2 separate regions of the Mus musculus genome follow, and region 2 is linked to region 1. A link is a contact called in public promoter capture Hi-C data. All regions are on one chromosome and are shown on one strand. Each heading gives the region's core, a stretch centred on a gene start, on an enhancer-like site or on the middle of the called end of the contact. The rest is flanking DNA. Distances are from core to core; before and after follow the strand shown.

Evidence for each region. Promoter capture Hi-C pulls out the DNA fragments that hold promoters and counts their contacts.
Region 2: a contact with region 1 is called in a promoter capture Hi-C map of pre-B cells, with 4 times the contacts expected there. The contact joins the enhancer-like site here to the promoter of Ralbp1 in region 1. A contact is called at or near these places in 5 of 39 promoter capture datasets (the 3T3-L1 cell line, the C10 cell line, the HPC-7 cell line and 2 more), 2 of 15 datasets of contacts at CTCF or cohesin (embryonic stem cells and large pre-B cells), 21 of 484 Hi-C or Micro-C datasets (B cells, the C10 cell line, the C2C12 cell line and 12 more), 7 of 115 datasets of contacts at active chromatin or transcription factors (embryonic stem cells, large pre-B cells, pro-B cells and 1 more) and 1 of 9 other capture datasets (embryonic stem cells).

The regions. Positions count from the first base shown.
Region 1 is chr17:65,883,071-65,887,870 of GRCm38.p6, forward strand. It overlaps Ralbp1 (ralA binding protein 1), which reads right to left and starts at 1,853. Exons shown (of 10, transcript NM_001198949.1): 1 at 1,608-1,853.
Region 2 is chr17:66,217,806-66,222,648 of GRCm38.p6, forward strand. No RefSeq gene overlaps it. Among named protein-coding and RNA genes, the nearest start is that of Gm20742, 28 kb to the left of the region's middle. Within about 2 kb of position 2,081, at least 3 of the 459 cell types and tissues checked have an H3K27ac peak or open chromatin away from gene starts, as enhancers often do.

The DNA.
Region 1 (4,800 bases), core at 603-3,102:
GGGAACAGTTACTGGGGAACAAACTCTGTAACTCTCCAAGAGTCACACTGCAAACGTCTTAACCAGTGAGTCCTGTCTCCAGCGCCAGTACACACTTTTTAAAACACCACTTCGGTCTCTCCAAATTACGAGGAAAATGGTCCCTGTAAACTTATTATGAGAAACCACATTTTGAAAAAGACAGCAAATTCAGCTATTGTAACTTGTTTCTAGATTCTCTGTGATTGTTTGTTTGTTTGTTGTTTGAGACAGGATTTCTGTTTAGCCCTGGCTATACTGGAACCCGCTCTGTAACAAGGCTGACTTCAAACTCACAGAGCTCTGCCTCCAGAGAGCTGGGACTGAAGGTGTGTGCCACCACCAGCTGGCTTCTAGATACTTCGTTTTAAAATTTACTTAACAGCAACTGCTATTAAACTAACCTATCTCTCTTGGGTCTATGGGACACACTGAAAAACAAGAAGCACTCTACTGACTGCAGACCTCTGAAAATGCTAACACCACTAACAGGAGTTCTTCATTTTGAAGAAGACATCCAGGACCTTGAAATCATCGAGATAATTCCTACTACAGAAAGTGATGGGACCTTTCCTTAAAGTGCTGTCTGAACACTAAACCAAAAGTAGGCTTATAACTTATCACTGAGTACTTTGTTAATAACGGCCAAGTATAGGTAATGCTACCCCAAAGCACCAGTGTTAGCCCACCCCCGTTCCATCAACACCACCAAAGCTGGGCAGTGCAACAGCTCAATGCCCACACTATAGCACTTCTGTCACAAGCACAGACCTCTAATGAAAACAGCTGTGATCTCTAAAAACCTTAGGGTACGCACGCTGCTCTCTCTGGAAGAATCCTTGTAATAATCTCCAAACTTGAACCAGCCCTACCTACTTCAGGAGACTGGAAAGTGGAGTAATTCGTCAAACCTGTTTCACAACGACATATTTAAAAGATGGAAAAAGAAAGCTGGCCTCGACTGAGAACACTCTGGTACGAAAACGCTTGAAAACGCCGTTGAGAATGGAGCTCCTAACTCCAGATCAGACAGAACACTTCTGAACCCTGGAACAAGTACCACTGCAAACAGGGTCGTCCCCTTGCCCAACGCCTGCCACGGGCGACAACAGGAGCTGTTCCCCCGACTCTACCCGGCAAACACGGAGACAGGTGGGCGAGCCAGATGCGCGAGGCAGATGCGACCCATAAACCGGAAGGCTTGCGTCAGGCCAGTCCCCGGCCGCAGCTCCGGCCAGGTGTGGCCCGCAGGGATGCCCCGAGGCCTGGAAGGGTCCGAGGAAGCAGCTGGACTCCCAACTAGCCTCTGGGTCCCAGAGCAACACAGGACACACCCGGGTGCTCCCAAGGAGGCCTGTCGGGCAGGCGGCGTGACCCACCCCAAAGGAGCAAGCTCCGGGGTGAAGCTTTCACGGACAACGTAAGGCGGGGCGGCCACGCCCCCCACCCCCAACTCCCATTCCGAGCCCGGGATCCCAAGCCCGGCACGCTGCGTGACAGGCGCGGGCGCGAGGCCGGGCGCCCGACGGCTCCCACGGACACCGCCGCAGCGTTGCGACCCCCGCGAGCGTCCGCTCCCCGCCACTGACCAGTGCCTGCCGCCGAGCGACCGTCCGCTCCGCTGCAGCCGCCGCCGCCTCCTCGCACTCACGCTTCCGCCACAACCGCCGCCTCCTGCGCTGCACCCCGGGCCGGCCGCGGGAGCCCCATTCCCACCCCGCCCAGCCTTCGCCTGTTTACAATGATTGGGACAGAACAGGACGAGCCGGCCCAGCGCGCACGCGCACGCCCTCCTCCCGCCGCAGCCGGCTTCCCGGGTCCTCGGCTCCTTGGCCGTGACGGCTAGGGCCGGCTAGGGCAAACGCCCCGCGTCCTCGCGTGGGGCACGCCGGGAGTTGTAGTTCTAGTTAACCCAACGCCCCGCTGCTGTAGGGCCCTTGTCTCCGACATAAACCACAACGCCCAGAAAGCACCGCGCCTCCCGAGCTGGAACTCGTTAAGGGGGAACAGGGAACCCGCGAGAGGATGCGCCAAACGCTAAGGCTCTGCAGGCGCCTGCGCAGTGTTCTGGGGAGCGAGTGGAACACACACACCTACCGGAGCGAATCCAAGTGAAAACAGTGTGGGAGCCCTGCGGAGCTCTGCTGGAAAGAAAGCGCGTTCCTCCCCAAGCTCTGGCCTGGTGTCCGCAGCTACTGAGAGTGACACTTTTCCCCCCAGCGTCTGCGTACTTTAAGTGGTTCCAACCAGTTAAACCAGCCTGGGCTGCTGACCCACCCCGCCTCTGGGCGGAGCACCTTGCTGGCCTTCTTTGGGCGGAGATCTTCCTTTGGAGAATTCTTGCCTGGGGGTTTGGAGAAAGGAGGCTTCTGGGGCCAGGGCTGGGCAATCCGCAGGACCCCTGAAGTGTGTTGACTTGCGGGAAACTGCTGGCTCCCACCCACTTGCCTCCGCAGTTAGCAATCCATACCCGAGTTAAAGCCGCACAGCATCACGTTCAGCTTACAAATAGAAACAGCTGCGTATCCTCCAGAAGTCCCCCACGAAGGACGGAAAACGTGTTGGCTGGTGCATACTGTAATAAACAGCACTCCATGGAATTATTCTGGGTTTATGACATTGGCAGTCAGAAGAGAGATGAGATTTCTAGTGTCTGCTTCTTCACTGATCCATCGTGTGCTACACTCCCAAGCCATCTTTGCTCAAATATGACAAGTCCATCCCCTTGTGCAAAAGAGTCACTCCCAGTGGAACACTGAGGTCCTAGAGGGACCTTTCCACAACCCCTGTAGCAATAAAACAGCCTCCATGAGAAGATGGCCTGTGAGTACGCCAGTTAAATTACTCCTTCCCGCTGGCAGTTCTGATTTGGTCAAGGGATAAGCACTGCCTGAGCGGGGCTTTATGGAGCCTTCCCTGGAATTGACATATGGGATAATGAGGTGGGGAAAGAGGCTTTTTTTTTTTTTTTTAACTGAGTAATTTACGTGTAACATCACGTGACTCGTTCACCGTGGAAGTGAATAAGGCTGAAAGCAGAGAAGTGGGGGACACAGCAAGGGAGAGGGAAAAGCAAGAGTGAAGACTGACTTCCTTCTGAGCCATAGTTTCTGCAGAGCCTTTAAGTGCCGCGTTTACGTGAGCCAATCCAGGAGTAATCTATGCACACTTTTTTTTATTATTTATTTGTGCTAATGGAGGTGCAAATAAAGAGCATATTTATTGGCTGTTTCTCAGCAGTCTTCCCTCCCCCTTAAGGAACACCACATAACCATTTCCGCTGGTAACTGTTTTAGAACTAGGCATCATGTCCAACCAGAGCCAATAACCCACAGAGACAGACCGAGGCTTCCACTAAACCGAAGCTTCCTCTCTGTTCTGGTGCAGTGAAGTACTTGAGGTCTGCAAAAGGAGGAACCATTTTTGTCTCCTATCAGAGAAAAGCTAAACAGAAGAGAACTCAGGGAGAGGATGAAGCTAATAATGTCAAACAAATGCAATGTGTTCCGGGACAGAAGGTAGGCAGGTCTATTTGCTGCCCGTTATAAAAAGTTTGGTTTTGTTTGTTTGTTTGTTTGTTTGTTTGTTTTTCAGTTCTACAGATTGAACCTAGGGCCTTAGCAATGCTAGGCAAACACTGGGCTACAGCTCTAGCACAAGACTTCCGGATCCAAACATTCTTCAGCTGTGATGCAAACCTTTTGCCTGTGCAACATTCATCTGAACTGACTTGCATCGCCCCCACGGGACTGAGGATAAGGAGAGCCGATGTGAACATAAAACTTGTTGCTCTACACCTACGCTGCGACCCTTTAATTCAGTCCCTCATGGTGTGGCAACCCGAACCAGAACATTCTTTTCATTGCTACTTCATAGCTGTAATTTTGCTACTGTTACGATTTATAATGTAAATATATGTTTTTCTGTGGTGTTAAGTGACCCCTGTGAAAAGGTCGTTTGATTCCAGGGGGTGGTGACCCACAGTTTGAGAACCACTGTTCTACAAGGGAAAAGGTGCTAGCCCTGTCCCAGAAGTCTGATAACCTCCATTAACACCCATGATCTTTGGCAGGCTAATGTATGAGCACTTTAAGTGTGATCAAAGCTTAGCTCCTTCCCAGTTATTGGCACTTTTTAATCTAATAATTGACTTAATCACATGAAATATGTAAGACGCCTCCTTTCCATATGCCAACCCTTCATCCCAGCACACACACATCATGTACATGCAAACAAACTTTTTTATCTCCCCCAATACACCTACTTTAGTAATTTGGATTACAACGCTATTCAATATTTACAGGGATAAGGCTACAAATGCATTTACAAGCACAGTTCAGTTGTGTGTGTGTGTGTGTGTGTGTGTGCATATGCCTGTGTGTGTGTGTGTGTGTGTGTGTGTGTGTGTGTGTGTGTGTGTGTTAGTTAAGAACAAGAAGGTACTATTGGATGGATCACAGGGCCCCCAATGGAGGAGCTAGAGAAAGTACCCAAGGAGCTAAAGGGATCTGCAACCCTATAGGGGGAACAACATTATGAACTAACCAGTACCCCGGAGCTCTTGACTCTAGCTGCATATGTATCAAAAGATGGCCTAGTCGGCCATCACTGGAAAGAGAGGCCCATTGGACTTGCAAACTTTATATGCCCCAGTACAGGGGAACGCCAGAGCCAAAAAGGGGGAGTGGGTGGGTAGGGGAGTGGGGGGGTGGGTATGGGGGACTTTTGGGATAGTATTGGAAATGTAAATGAGGAAAACACCTAATTAAAAAAAAAATGAGA
Region 2 (4,843 bases), core at 831-3,330, 330 kb after region 1:
TAAAACTCAATTTATAATAGAACTAGATTTTGACCTTTATAATAGTGAGGCACAAGGAGGAATACAGTTGACATATTTACATGTACAAAATCTTTTATAAAATATTTGGGGGCTGGAGAGATGACACCACGGGTAAGAGCCCTCACAGCATTGTGGAGGACCTGGGTTTGGTTCTCAGCTCCCACATGGTGACTAACAGTCTGGAATTCCATGTCTTAGTTAGGGTTTCCATTGCTGTGAAGAGACACCATGACTAGGGCAGCTCTTACAGAGGACAACATTTGACTGGGGCTGGCTTACAGGCTCAGAGGTTCAGTCCATTATCATCAAGGCAGGAAGCTTGGCAGTATCTAGGTAGGCATGGTGCTAGAGGAGCTGAGAGTTCTACATCTTTTAAAGGCAAACAAAAGGCTGGCATCCACGTGTCTCGGAAGAGGATCTTAAAGTCCATGCCCCCACAGTGACACACTTCCTCCAACAAGGCCACACCACCTAATAGTGCCTTTCCCGGGGCCAAGCATATTTAAACCACCACATGGCTGTTGAGGGCACTCATTAAAACTACCTAGTGAGGACCGAAGAGAGACAGCTTAGCAGTTAAATGTACTGGGCACGCCCCCTCTGGATTCCAGTCCAAGCACCCACATGGTGGTTTACAACTGTCTGTGAATCCACTTGCTGGGATTGAGTGGCATCCTGTGGCTCTCACAAGTACTACATTCACATGGACCACAGACATACACACAGGCAACACGCACGCACACACGCACTAAAATCAAAGGCTGCATAGCAAGACCCCATGCTAACAAGGGCGCTACCAGCTAAGTGGTGTGGTGAAGCAGGACTGTGGCTGGCAGGCAACTTTGGCTCTTGCCCCTGGCTCAGCAGCTGCCTTGAACATCACTGGTACTGTTGTTTCTTTGACAAAACAGTTGGATGGGCTTAGGGAACACTGTAGGCCAGGTTGTTCTTGGTCAAGGGTGATCCACAATTGTCTCCCATGGTTTTAGATTCTCAATCTAAAGTGTTAACTCAGGAAGAAAGCCCCTGTGTGCAAAGTAGAAATCCTGTGTATTGTCAGACAACAACAGTAATCAGTTTTACAAATGATAGAAGTTCACGCCTGCTCATCACAGGCAGTGATGTCTTCAGCAGGGGTGGAGCAGGGGGAGGGTGCAGAGTGCTGACTGTTCTTGGAGATGGTCTGAATTTGGTTCCAGCACTCAAGTCCAGGGACTCACAATGGCCTGTAACTCTAGTTCCACGTTGACCTAGGGCCATCTATGGGTCGTTATAGGCACCTGCACACATATATGTGTGCCCTCACACAGAGACACCCACATATACAGAGTTAAAAGTAACCCTTTTCAAAAGGAAAATAAATCTGAAATGGAAATTTTCAGAAATAAACACTGTACATATTTTAAATTTTAGGTCAATCTGAGTGGCATGGCGAGAACTCAGGCTATCCCATGAGATTCCTCGGAGAAAACTATGGGCTACTCTTTTTATCCACTTAGCAAACTTTTGTCCATGCCGAAGGAATATATTTAATCAAAATGGAAGAAGATAACCCACAAATTAATCTGGCATTTGAGTTTATCCTTAATAAGATCATATGGGTGTGCTGGCAAGGCAGTGCATTGGTTATGTGCCCTGGCTGCTCTTGCAGAGGGCCAGCACCTATGCTGTGGCTAATGATCACTTGACAGTCCGGCTCCAGCGGATCAACACATTCTTCTAGTTCCTCACTGCAGTGGTGTATAGTCATACAAGCAGACAAAACACTCATACATGCAAAATGAAAAAAAAATTTTTTTTTAAAAAAAGAAATCACATGCGTGCCTCACAGGGCAGCTGTCAGGACACACTGACTGAGGGGGACAGCTTAGGAGGGGACATGTTAGCCCTCTGGCCTTTTCTGAGGACTCCCGACCTTCTGGGCTCCACTTCTTGTCCCCATTCACTCTCCCCTGCAGACAAATGTAAAGGAAGAACATCCAGTGCTTGAGGAGCCTGCTGAGGGCCCCGCCTCCTCTTCTGAGCTGCACATATTGGCCCCGCCTCCTCTTCTGAGCTGCACATATTGGCCCCGCCTCCTCTTCTGAGCTGCACTTATTGGGCACTTTTCACACCCCAGCAGCATCAGAGAAGGAACCTGAACTAACAGGCAGAAAGCTGCCTTTCCCTGGCCCTGCAATTCCTTAAAGGTAACTCCGTAAACACTCTGTGTTAGAACCCTCACCTACCTGTGACGGCCTCTGCAAATGACGGATTTTGTTGTCACCTGCTTTACACAGACATCAGAAATGAAAAGTGAAGAAGTGCAAGGAAAAAAAAAAAAAAAAAAACCTAACCAGTGTGCTACCCGGCCACAGCTCATCGCTTGACTGTGAGCCACGTGCTGTCTCGAGAATGTGGAGTGCTGCTTTGCAGACAGCAGAAGTGCTTTCACGCGCTTTCACGGTCGGAATAACAAATAGCTTGGTGTTCCTTCCAGTTTTAGAAGGATAGTTAATTATTATGTAGAGACACGTTTTTTTTTTTTTTTTTTTTTTAAAAAAAGGACTCAAATCTACAACTATTGTCTCTAAACCCAACATTAAGTCCTGAGCAAAAAAAAAAAAAAAAAAAAAAAAAAAAAAAAGCATTTGACTGTCTGGGACTCAACTCTCCTGTTAGCGGTGACTCTGTGGATGTGCCAAGCCTGCGCTTCCCCAATCTATAGCAGAACACTTTTGGTTTCATGTTTGTCAAACTAATAATGTGTTTGCAAAATTCATGTGATGTAGAAATATCAGCAGGAAATAAAAACAGGACCAAGGGCCTCTCCTCCCATTGATACCAGACAAGGTCATCCTCTGCAACATATGCGGCTGGAGCCATGAATCCCACCATGTGTACTCTTTGGTTGGTGGTTTAGTTCCTGGGAGTTTCTGGGGGGGTGGGATATTCTGTTTGGTTAATATTGTTCTTCCTATGAGGTGGCAAACCCCTTCAGCTCCTTCAGTTCTTCTCCTAACTCTTCCACTAGGGTCCCCTGGCTCAGTCCAGTGGTTGGCTGTGAGTATCTGCATCTGTATTGGTCAGGTGCTGGCAAAGCCTCTCAGGGGACAGCCATACCAGATCTCTGTCGGCAAGCACTTCTTGGCATCGGCAATAGTGTCTGCGGGTGGGCTGGATGCCTAGGTGGGGCAGTCTCTGGATGGCCTTTTCTTTCCTTCAGTCTCTGCTTCATTTTTGTTGTTGTTGTTTCTGCATTTCGTTTAGACGGGAGCAATTCTGGGTTAACGTTTTTGAGATGGGTGGGTGGCCCCATCCGTCAACAGGGGGCCATGTCTATCTACTGGAGATGGTCTCTACAGGTTCTCTCTCCCCTTTGTTGGGTATTTCAGCTAATGTCATTCCTGTTGGGTCCTGGGAACCTCTTGCTTCCCTGGCATCTGGGACTTTGTAGTGGCTCTCCCCAGTTCCCAATCCCTCACTGCTACATATTTCTGTTCAATTTCCTCACCCTCTGTACTTCTTTCCTGTCTCTTCCCGTACCTGATCCTACTGCCCCTCCCGTTTTCCTTCCCCTTCTCTCACTCACATCTCTTCTGTCCCTGGGCAGCCAGCTCCACGTTGTTCTCACTCCTGCCCTAGGCTGCCATCTAGCGGATGTTTGTCGACTGTTTCTTGGTGAATCCTCATGTCTCTGATATGGTGGCATAAACTCATGAGCGGTGTTGTGTCTGTCATTGGAGACACAGAGGCCGTTTTCATGATGTCTCCCCTACCATTGTGAATGCGTTCAGTGAAGCAAGCCCAGGTCTCCATCCTATTTGCTCAGCCTGGCAGGGAACATAAGCAGAGCTTGTAGACAGCATGTCTTCCTGGCAATCATTTACAGTTCATAAGGATGGTAATTCTCCACTGATTAGCCACCTATAGTTAATTAATTCTCTTTTCGGGGCTGAAGAGATGGCTCAGCGGTTAAGAGCACTGACTGCTCTTCCAGAGGTCCTGAGTTCAATTCCTAGCAAACACATGATGGTTCACAACCATCTGTAATGAGATGTTTGCCTGTGAGTACCTGCATCTGTATTGATCAGGTGCTGGCATCAGCAATAGTGTCTGGGCATCGATAATGCCCTCTCCTGGTGTGTGTGTGAAGACAGCTACAGTGTACTTACATATAATAATAAATAAATCTTTGGGCTGGAGTGAGTGGGGCCAGAGTGAGCAGAGGTCCTGAGTTCAATTCTCAGCAACCACATGATGGCTCACAACCATTTTTACAGCTACTGATACATAAAATAAATCAATAAATCTTTTTTAAAAAAGAAGTCTCTTTTCTCCCTCTTTCCTTCTGTCTTTCCTACCGCCTCCACAAGTCTTTAATATAATCTTTGGATCCTCTCTTGCGGATTTTAAGGCAAAACCCACCCACATTCAGTCCCTGACTGTACAAGGGATATGATGGTAGATTCTGAAATCAATGGGTTGTGAGAAGCATCCAGGACAGACAGATGAGAGGGAAAGAAGTGATCTATTTTAATGCCCTACCTCCACTCTGCTTTCGATTGCATGATCCCAACTACATGATATTGGACACAGTCAAACCCAGAGAAGCAGAGAAAGAATAAGGCCAGAGCCCGTGGGAAGGGAGGGGAAGATAGGGACCTCGGTGACTATAAAGGCCCAGTTAGGTGAGTGTCGTAGTCAGGGTTACTATCTCTGTGATGAAACACCATGGCCAAAAGCAGCTTGGGGAGGGAAGGGTTATCACTGTTCAGCGTTGAAGCATCAGGACTGCTCAGCCCAGAGGTAGCACCACCAACCACCATGAATTGGGCCCTCC